2 separate regions of the Oryctolagus cuniculus genome follow, and region 1 is linked to region 2. A link is a contact called in public Micro-C data. All regions are on one chromosome and are shown on one strand. Each heading gives the region's core, a stretch centred on a gene start, on an enhancer-like site or on the middle of the called end of the contact. The rest is flanking DNA. Distances are from core to core; before and after follow the strand shown.

What was found. Hi-C and Micro-C count contacts between places; a contact is called where the count stands out from the background.
Region 1: a contact with region 2 is called in a Micro-C map of ear pinna, with 5 times the contacts expected there. The contact joins the promoter of VIPAS39 here to the promoter of GSTZ1 in region 2. A contact is called at or near these places in 2 of 6 Hi-C or Micro-C datasets (ear pinna and an unstated tissue).

The regions. Positions count from the first base shown.
Region 1 is chr20:23,209,256-23,214,102 of mOryCun1.1, forward strand. VIPAS39 (VPS33B interacting protein, apical-basolateral polarity regulator, spe-39 homolog) reads right to left here and starts at 3,410. Exons shown (of 19, transcript XM_008271985.4): 1 at 3,190-3,410; 2 at 125-217. The coding sequence starts at 217. AHSA1 (activator of HSP90 ATPase activity 1) reads left to right here and starts at 3,463. Exons shown (of 9, transcript XM_002719625.5): 1 at 3,463-3,975. The coding sequence starts at 3,896.
Region 2 is chr20:23,057,089-23,061,917 of mOryCun1.1, forward strand. It overlaps GSTZ1 (glutathione S-transferase zeta 1), which reads left to right and starts at 3,352. Exons shown (of 8, transcript XM_017349456.3): 1 at 3,352-3,492. POMT2 (protein O-mannosyltransferase 2) reads right to left here and starts at 3,255. Exons shown (of 21, transcript XM_002719630.5): 1 at 2,810-3,255. The coding sequence starts at 3,255.

The sequences.
Region 1 (4,847 bases), core at 2,160-4,659, 150 kb after region 2:
AAAACATTCCTGAGTCTAATGGGGACAGGGTCGAAAATCAGGTTCCTAGGATGCAAGGAGAGGTCATTTTAGAGTGGCATTGTGGAGGAGGTGTGACCTTGAGCAACTATTTGTGGAAACCTACCTGTGAAAGCTCATCATCTTCATCATCAAAAGTGAAAGCCTTGAACTTGGAGCTATTCCAGTATTCCTCCTCATCACCCTTTGTCCGACTCATCTAAAATGAGAGGAAGACAGATACGTGGCCCTTTCTGTCTTCGCACACACACACCAACTCATAACACCCCCCCACACAAGAGCTTCCACTACTAACTGCTCCAAGGTAATAGGGATTTAGAAAAGAAGCCAATAAAGCAAATACTTGAACCAGCCATAAAAATCAGACTCCTGGGTCTCCAACTGATCCAATCATACTTTTGATCCTGTAGTCACCCAGAAGTAATCATTGTTCTAGAGCACCTACTTTGTTCAAGGCATTCTCTCAAGTGTTGTAAGGATATAAAGAAGTGCAAGACACAGTTAATCTCCTGAAGGACCCTACAACAGAGCTGAAGTACTCAGCACAGATGTACATGAAGGTAACAGTACAAGGCAGGCAAATGCTGTCAGAATCCATTAAGAAGACAGGTGTTTGGTGCAGTAGTTACGTCACTACTTGGCACATTCCCAGTCTATACGGGAGTGCCTGAGTCAAGTCTGGGTTCCTCCACGTCTTATCCAGCCCCTGCTAATGTGCACCCTGGGAAGCTGCAGATGATGGCTCAGGTACTTGGGTTCCTGACACCTACGTGGAAGACCCAGACTGACTCTGGGCTCCTGATTTTGGCCTGGCCCAGCTCTGGCTGATGTAGGCATTTAGTGAGTGAACTGGCAGAAGGAATATCTCTGTCTCTCTTTCAAATAAATAAATTACAATTAATCCACCACAAACGTTGCTGCAGACACAGAGAAACAGATTAATAACTGCATTCATGTATTCAGCATGTATCTACCGAGTACCATCTCTGAGGCACCGTTCTAGGTTTGAGGATACTTCCGTGAATAAAATGGACAAAGAACCTTCTCGCCCATGTGCTTCTTAAGTGCCTGAAAGAACGAAAGCAAAGCAATTCAAAGAAGAATGATCACGGCTGTATCTTCAAATTATGATTTTTTTTTAAACAACCGCTGGCCAGAGTATGAGAAATGAGGACATAGCCAAGAAAAGAAAGTATGTAAGAAATCAATCAGAAAACCACAAGTCTTTCTCACAACTACTCTAAAACTAGATTTCACCCTGCAAAAACAAGTTTTACCCTAGAATTACAAACTAAACTATCAATGCCAAGTAAGTCAGAGCCAAGAACCAAGTATTAAAACTTTCTAGCACCAAAAATCACCTCCAAAGCAATCGATTCGCTTTTCCTCTTATTTCAACAGCAGCTTTCTCAGTAAAAGCTCATCACAGTGGCCCTGTTGAGGCTTTCGATGACTCTTACACTCTGCTCTTGCTTCCTGGCATTTTCAACTCAGAGGACACGGGGTAGGCAAAGGTATGGTCCAAACCTTCTCTAGCTGGTCCCTTCCCAAGGCAGACATCACTAACTGATTTCTGCTGAACCCAGATGTGCCTTTTAAACCCTTTTCTAAGTAAAAATTAAGAAACAGCTGCTGACGACACAAGCACAGGCATTGTAGTCAAGCACCCTTGAGCTGAAATCTTGGTTTCTCCAATTCTGAGCAAACTACACTTAAGCCTTGGAGAAAATTACATCCTAACTCATGGGTTGGACTGAAAAACAGAGAGGACTCAGGAAACACTTCACAGTGCTTAGCACAAAGGAAACACTAAATGTTTGTTCCTTTTCCTGTTAGGTATCTTACCCCTTCTCTCTTGGTGTCCTTACCTGTAAAATGGCCATAACAAATGAACTACCTCATAGGGATGATATGAAGATTAACCCATTAATACATGTAAAGTGCTTAGTGACTGACACAAAATTAACGCTCAGTATTAACTTGTATTACTAATAAGCCATGCCAATACCTTGGAATAAGTTAGAGAAGTATCTTTAGCAAATCCCAAAGATTAAAAAATAAACAATATAAAAGCACTGAAAGCGTGCACAAATGCTGAAGATGTGTGCAGAACACAAGTCTCTAGCACATGTGCAAGGTCGTAAAGCACAGTCCTCAGTCACTTGCTCCTCCAAATACTCCTGCAAGGCAGGCCGCACGGACTCCTGTTCCGTGTCACTGATGAGGAAAGTCAGACACCAAAGGATCAAACACCACCACCACTTGGTTAATCAATCAGTCCCACAGCAAACTAGGTAACCCAGGTTTTCTGGCTCCTAGACCAGTCCCACAGTTTCCCACGGTCCTTCCGACCACCTGCTTTTCACTCCCGGGACAACTGGGCAGATCGTCCCTCCACCACGGGCAGCATCCACAGAGAGGCCCCGAACGTTTCTAACAACTCAGCCGGCATCAGGAGTCCTGCAACCTCAACCGTCCCACGGCAGTGCCGAGCTGACCCTATCGTGTACTCCGAGCACCAGAAGAGAACCCAGATTGACCCGGCAAGCGAAGAGACACGATTCGAAAGCTCTAGAAGTTACAAAGCAACCAGGCAGTTGTTAAAGACGACTGACCAAGGTGCTTCCACATGATTTAAAATAGTTCAGAGGCCGGTCCTTGGCGTCACCTGTTTACTCAGTCCACCAGGGAGGGTGACAGATCCGAGGTGAGAACAGGAACACGACGTAGGAGAACAGAGGGATGTTAGGAAAAAAGAAAAACAAAAGAAAAAAAAAAAAAAACCACAACCAAGACGCTCCCTGCCTCCGGACACTCCAGAAACCATCTACTGAAACGTCACACTCGGTTTCAACTCGATCATCTTTCGAGCCAGCTGAGGTGCGGTTTGTGACCCGAGACCAGGGACAGGGGGGTTACGGGTCAAAACACGCTGACTCCGGGGCGAACGTCCAGGAAGCCTTCGGCCGCCACCGCCAGAGCCAAGCGGAACCTTGACAGAGTAAATGCTGGTTAAGAAACAAACGCTGGGGGCTCCCTCGCAGCCCCGCCGGCTCCCAAGGGTCGCCCCGGCTCCAAGAATCCGGCCTCAATGGGGAGGAGGTGTAGGGATGCCTCAGAGAGGGGAAGGATGCGGAGATAAGCGACCCGAGGGCCTTGGGACACCCTCACCTCTTCCACATCGAGCCCTCCCTCTCAGGACAGCGACAGCGTCCGCCGCTACCGGACGAGCCTTTCTAGTCAGGCTGTGCGGCATAGGAAGGGGCGGAAGGAGGCGGTCGTGAAGGGCGGGGTGGCGCCATGGAGGGATGGCTAAAGAAAGAGGTCGCAGGGCACGTTGGAAGTTGTAGTTCCGCTGCCTATTGTGTAAGGCGCAGTCCCGGGAGACCACGGGGCTCCTGAACTACAGCCCCCAGAAATCCGAGCGAGACACTTCTACGTCATTTCCTTTACTTTCAGCTCGACCTTCCGCGGTTATCCTGAGGGTCACTTAAGACTACAACTCCCATGAGGCTCAGTAAGGCCGAATTAGAGTCCAGGGAAACAATGGGACGTGTTCTCTCTGTTTTCACGGGCGAGGAATGGTCGTGCGAGGTTTATTTCCGGCTTCTTTGAGGGCTTAACCGAGGGAGCTTCAAGGAACTCTAGAACGGACGGAACCTACGGTCAGTCTGGCTGGAACGGAAGTAGTCGGTGAAAGTGGGGAGGAGCCGGAAGTCAAGGCGGGGAGGGGTTGGGGGTGGAGGGAAAAGCAAGCCAGAAGGTGCTGCGGCCGCTTCTAGTAGTTTCCAGGCGCTGCTGGGCGGCTGGGACCAAGAGGTCCTGAGGCTGTTGCTGCGGCTGCTCGGGAGCTGGTGGCGGCGAGATTGGAAAGCTGATGGCCAAGTGGGGTGAGGGCGACCCACGCTGGATCGTGGAGGAGCGGGCGGACGCCACCAACGTCAACAACTGGCACTGGTGAGAGCCAGAAAGGCAGGCCGCAGGAGCGATGCGTCCACGCTGGGATTTCAAGGTTGCTGGAATCTCGGCCCGGACAGAGTTGAGGCGGAGGCAGCCCCGCCCGGAGATGGAGATGAGGATGGGTACTTCCCGTGGCAGGGGTCCGTAGTCCCAGGCCTCCGCAGCTGAGGTCACTGGCTTAGTGTTTGGGGTGAGGGGGGCCCCGTCGTGGAAGGCTGCGTCCCAGGAGAGGGGCTTCAGAGAGCCCGAAAGGAAGGCCCTGGCCGCAGCATCCAGCCTGAGCCGGGCGATGCTTCCTGCACGTGGCCGGAAGAACCCGAGAACCCCAAACCCTCGCTGTTGGCGGCTTAGGGTGGGCGAAATTATATCAGTGCTAGGGTACCGCTGCCTCGGGCTAGCAAATGCAGCTTTGCCACGTGTAGTGCAGGTTGTTCCCAGAGCTCCGTGATGCTGCACAGCCTGCCGCCTCTCACCCGGAACTGTTAGGTCGCCTGTGTTGGTAACTCCAGGTTGCCGGGCAGCGTGGTTTGATAAAAGCCTGCCCCTTCATCTAAAGTCTTCCAGAAGGAATGCTAGCTTCCATTTGAATCCTGCTGAGCTTTGCTCACACCGTTGGCTGTACTTGGACTTAGTTGCAAATTTCGCTGTTATTTTATAGGTAGTAAGTAGGAAGGGGCACGGGGAGATTCTTCGCTATAGCAAGGCCTGTCTCCTTCTTCTTGACGTACTTAGAGTACCTGATGCAATTTTTGTGGTTTGCTCTGAAGCCCTGTAGAACGTGTAGGGCATTTACAGTGCTAAAGAGGTCAAGGTTCTGTTGCACTAAGATAGAGTGAACCTTTTCATTGTATCTTCCACGAACTTCCTCA
Region 2 (4,829 bases), core at 2,102-4,601:
GTCTACAGAAAATTAGGGAAGGGCTCAACAAGCCTCGCTGGTCTTGTGGGACATTCAAGAGTGCAGCCAGCCTGGCCCTAGAGGCATCTCAGCTTTACAGGAAGTAGCGGCTCCCCCTTTGGGAGAAACTGTCTTCCACCCCAGCACAGCCTGTGGCTCGGCAGAGCCTCTGATTCACGGACGTTTCTCTAAAAGCTTGTGCCTGATGCACAGATAGTAAGGCTAAGTTAAAAGCTGATGGTGTCCACTGAGCAGCAGCAGTCATCCAGCCCCAACGACAGTCCTTGGTGGGCTGAAGTATCAGGTGTGCACGCCACTCGGGAGACTAACTACAGAGATGAGATACCCCTCGCAACAGCTGAGAACTGTGGAAACAAACATGGCCGCCTGCCGATGGGACCGTCTGGATCATTCATGTAGTGCCTGCACTAAGGGCTGCTACGCTGGTAACACTGATTGGAATCAGACTGCTTGCTACCACAGCCACCAGGATCAACAACGCGCCAGGGTGGAAACACATCTAGCGCCAGAGACTGGGCAACGTGAAAGAACTGCTCGCTTCTGAAGCAGAGCCCACGGCAGCTCCCCAGACCCCTGCCAGAGCCTGGCCAGCGGGCCTTGCAGTAACGGAAGACACGCTGCGTGGCACCTGTCCACCCGCTCCTAGGAAACAGACCACAGCAGAGCTGGCTCCCTCCTCCGGTCGGTCACCGGCATTTCACTGGAGCCAATACTTTCTCGGGTTTCCCTGCTGCTGATGCTATTTCGGTCCAGTCATCTGACTCCAGATGTACCACTGTGGCCCTTGAACCTACACTTGGTTTTAGCTTTCCACATGTATCCAGTCTGACAATGATGCGCCTTTTTCTCACGATGGTCCCACATACTGGGCCACTAGCCAAGGCACTGACGGCCACTCCACATTCCCTACCACCTACAGACATGCATATTGCCGCACACTGGACCGTCTCCTCAAAAACCAACTCAACAAGATGGCGGACTCCACCCCTCACCTCCTCCTGCTCCACACCCCCCAGTAAAACAGTTCCATCACCTAATGCAGTCATCCTCAGGAAGTTCCTCTCCTCTTGGCTGCCAGGCAAGCAACAAACAGGAAAAGGGGGTGGGGGGGTTCTATGCACCTGTCTATTCCCTGAAAGAAACCCCGGATCAGCCCCAGAGGGCTGTTCTAGGGGACCAAACCCTAGCTCGGTCACGTGGACTCATCCAGGAGCAGCGGGGCCCCGGAGCATGAAGACAGCGGTCACCTGGTTGTGTGCACTGCTGTTTCAGGTCTCCACAGGAGCCCACACGTGTCGAGGTAGAAGACATGATGACACTGTGGCCATTTCTGCCCCTGGATAAGAGCAGGGGAGAACTGAAGAGAAGGTACAGTTACAACACTGAGTGTGGGGGACACACTAATCACGTGGCAGTGAAAGGAAGCAAAGAACCCCAACCCCAGAGAAGGAACACCCTAGATCCCTGGAAATACAAAGAGAAGGGAGACACCTAGTGCTCACTTGATCCCCCAGGTCCAGCACCAAAGGCCGGCTAACCACCCAATGCTCACTTAAATCAAGTGGCAAGTAGCAGCCTGTTCTGAGTTTGTCACCGCACTAGGAAAACTGAAAAACCCATGTGGATATGGTCTGACTGGAACTGTTCTGATGTGCCTGACGTCACACAACCCCCAGACCTGGGTCACCCCAGCACGTGTGCAAACATGTGGGTCAGCACCAAACGCTACCAGTGTGACGGACAGAAGTCACACCCTTTCCCTGATGTCCTGTACAATGATTGGCAGTGACACTGCCCGTGTGACTTAACCAACCCAATGTAATGATGAGCTAAATTAAATTTAACGGTGATCCAAATAAAATATAACACAGGGCGCCGAGCAGAGCGCTCTGCACCACTTCAGGTAGCAATGCTGGAATGGGCCATGAGACGTCTTCCCGCCGGGCCTACTTGCTGTTTCCCCTGGGAGTCGGGGGTGGTTATTGGCAAAGGCAACGGAGATCAGAGGTCACTCCAAACTCCCATGCACAGGTCATAATGAACACACTGGCCTTAGACTACATCCCAGTTCCCTAAAATAAAAACTCACTGCCCCTCCACGCCAGCTTATTCACAGGTGGCTGAACCCAGAATGCCAGAGGGCATGGTTGAGGTAAATACCATAGGTTGGCCCCACCCTGCTACTTAGAGACCCACTGAGAGTAGCCTTAAATGCTGAGGCGAACTGAACAGATATGGTATCACTCCGTGGCCGAATTAACCATTTTCAAGTAGTTTACCTTTTCCCCCTTCCAGCTGGAGACCATGATCATCTGGGTCGTACCAAATAAAACCTTTCAGAAAACAGATTCCTTCTCACAGGGCAGCCCCCGGCCTGCCTCCTGACACCCTGCTCTATAGGAGGGAGGTGCCCACTAAGAACCTTTCCCCTCTGCTAATGCCTGAAAAGCCTGCAGATTAGGAACTCGGGCCGTGCCAGATCCTGCACCAGGAATTCCCAATTCCCTGGGGAAAGTTCAAAACACCTCTGAAAGCTACCATCTCGGAGGCAGGTGAGACACTCCAGCACAACCTGGGAGGCATGGACACTGCTCCCTTCAATCCTAAGAATCCCACTGCCCCTCCCCACCACCGGGGCAAAATCGTTTTCCCGCGCACACAAACTACACCTCACAGGGGCCAATCTCAGGTTCCCCTCCACCGCCGCCCCGCCCCCTACGCGTCCCCAGGCCAATCAGAGGGCACTTCCGGTTGCCATGGTGACCGTCGAGCTCGTCCAGTCGCTCACCAGATGTGCCGCGGCTCCTCCAGACGGTGGAAGCGGGTGGCGAAGGACAGCAGCGTCACCAGGGCCAGCGGGACCCACCGGCCGACCGCCTCGAAGCGCCACGAGCCCCGGGCAGGCCGTTTGGGGCTTCGCGCCGCCGCCTCAGTACCCGCGGCCCTAGCAGCCTGGGAGGCACTGCGGCCCCTCCGGGGACGCGGCTCGGGCCCGGCCAGGCCTCCGCCCATGGCCGGCGGCATCCTCCCCCTCCTCAGGACCGCCCTCCGGCCCGGAGGCACGCTCGGTCTCGTCAGCCACCCCGCCGAGGAGTCACAGAAGAGCAGCTCGGGGTGCTCTGGGAAGTGTAGTTCCCTCCGCCGGCAGCGGAACGCGGAGCCCCGGGACTTGGGCGGGGCGGACAGCGTGGTCGCCGCCCGGGCCGCTAGGAGGCGGCCAGTGGCGCAGAGCATGTCGGGGCCGGGAGGGCTCAGGGGCCCGCAACTCGCTGCGGCTCCGGGAGTCGGGGCGTGGCCAGGGGGCGGGCCGGGGCCGAGCCCGGAGCGCGGGGAGAGCCCATTCCAGTCCAGCCCTCGCCCTGTCCAGACGGGAGCCGCGGGTCCTGGGCCGTAGTCGTCGACGAGTCCCAGGCGCTAAGTGTCTTGGTCTGGAAGAGGGGTCGCCCGAAGTGTAAGATGCAAGCGGCCAAGGTCTGTGCCACGCCCCTCTGGGGAGACGTTCGCTAGGAAGAGAAAGGGAGATCCCCTGGGGGCGAGGTCAGCGTTAGCCCGCCGCGCTCTGCCCACAGCTCCGGCAACGACTCCCAGCGTACAGTGCGCCGCGCATGCGCGCTGCTGGCTGGCCCTTGTGGTCCCGGGAGTGGCGGGTTCTAGGAGGCGTCCTCGCTCTAGCGCGTGGGGCGGCGTGGATTCGCCGCGTTCTCTGTCGCCTTTTGTCTCCGCCTCCCGGTTAATGCACGGCGCTGCGAGCTCCTCTCTCCCTAGGCGTTTGCATTTTCGGAGCGCACCCAGGAAGCATGGATGCGGCGCTCCAGAGCCGCTGTCTCCGGTGGCACCGGCCTAGAAGCCGGTTACATAAGCGGCCCGGATGAGTCCTGTACGCCCTAAGATTTGCGAGCCCCTGTTGTAGCTCTGAGGAAGGTGGGGCATTGCATCCCGCTGATAATGCCTAGCCCCCACATTTGCAAGTGGAGTTTTGCTCTAATACCGTGTGTAAGAGACGATTTAAAAATAACACCTGCTAGGGTCATCAGAAAGCATATTTGAATTGGAAATAGTCCTTCCAAGAGCACTGCTAAGATGGATACTTTATGCAGGCCTAAATTTGAGCTTTACAAGTACAATAAAGAAAGGGCCAGCACCGTGGCATAGCAGGTAAAGCCACCGGTTCCAGTCCTGGCTGCTCCACTTCTGAGTCAGCTCCCTGCTAATGCACCTGGGAAAGCTGCGGAAAATGGGTCAAGTCCTTGGGCCCCTGCACGCATGTGGGAGACTCAGATGAAGCTCCTGGCTTCGACCATCAGCCTGGCCCAGCCCTGGCTACTGCAGCCAGTTGGGGGTGGGAGGTTTGTGGGGGGTGGGGGAGTGAACCAGCGGATGGAAGATCCCACCCCGCGCCCCACCTCAGCCTCTTTGTGACTGCCTTTCAAATAAAGAATTTTTTTAAAAAAGTACAAAAAGAAACATGATGTGCAGCAGTCCCCCTTTACCTGTGGTTAACTGCAGTCCAAAAATATTAAAAGGAGTATTCTAGAAATTATAAGTTTTAAAATTGTGCACCTTTCTGGGTAGTGTCATGAATGCCTGCGCCACCCTGCTGTGTCCTGCAAAAATATTTATTTGAAAAATAGAGTTACAGGGAGAGAAAGAGAGACCTTCCGTCTGCAGGTTCATTCCCCGAATGACCACAATGACCAGGGCTGGGCCAGGTGGAAGCCAGGAGCCAGGAACAACTTCTAGGTCTCCCACAGGGGTGCAGGGGCCCATCTTCTGCTGCTTTCCCAGGTACATTAGCAGGGAGCTGTATC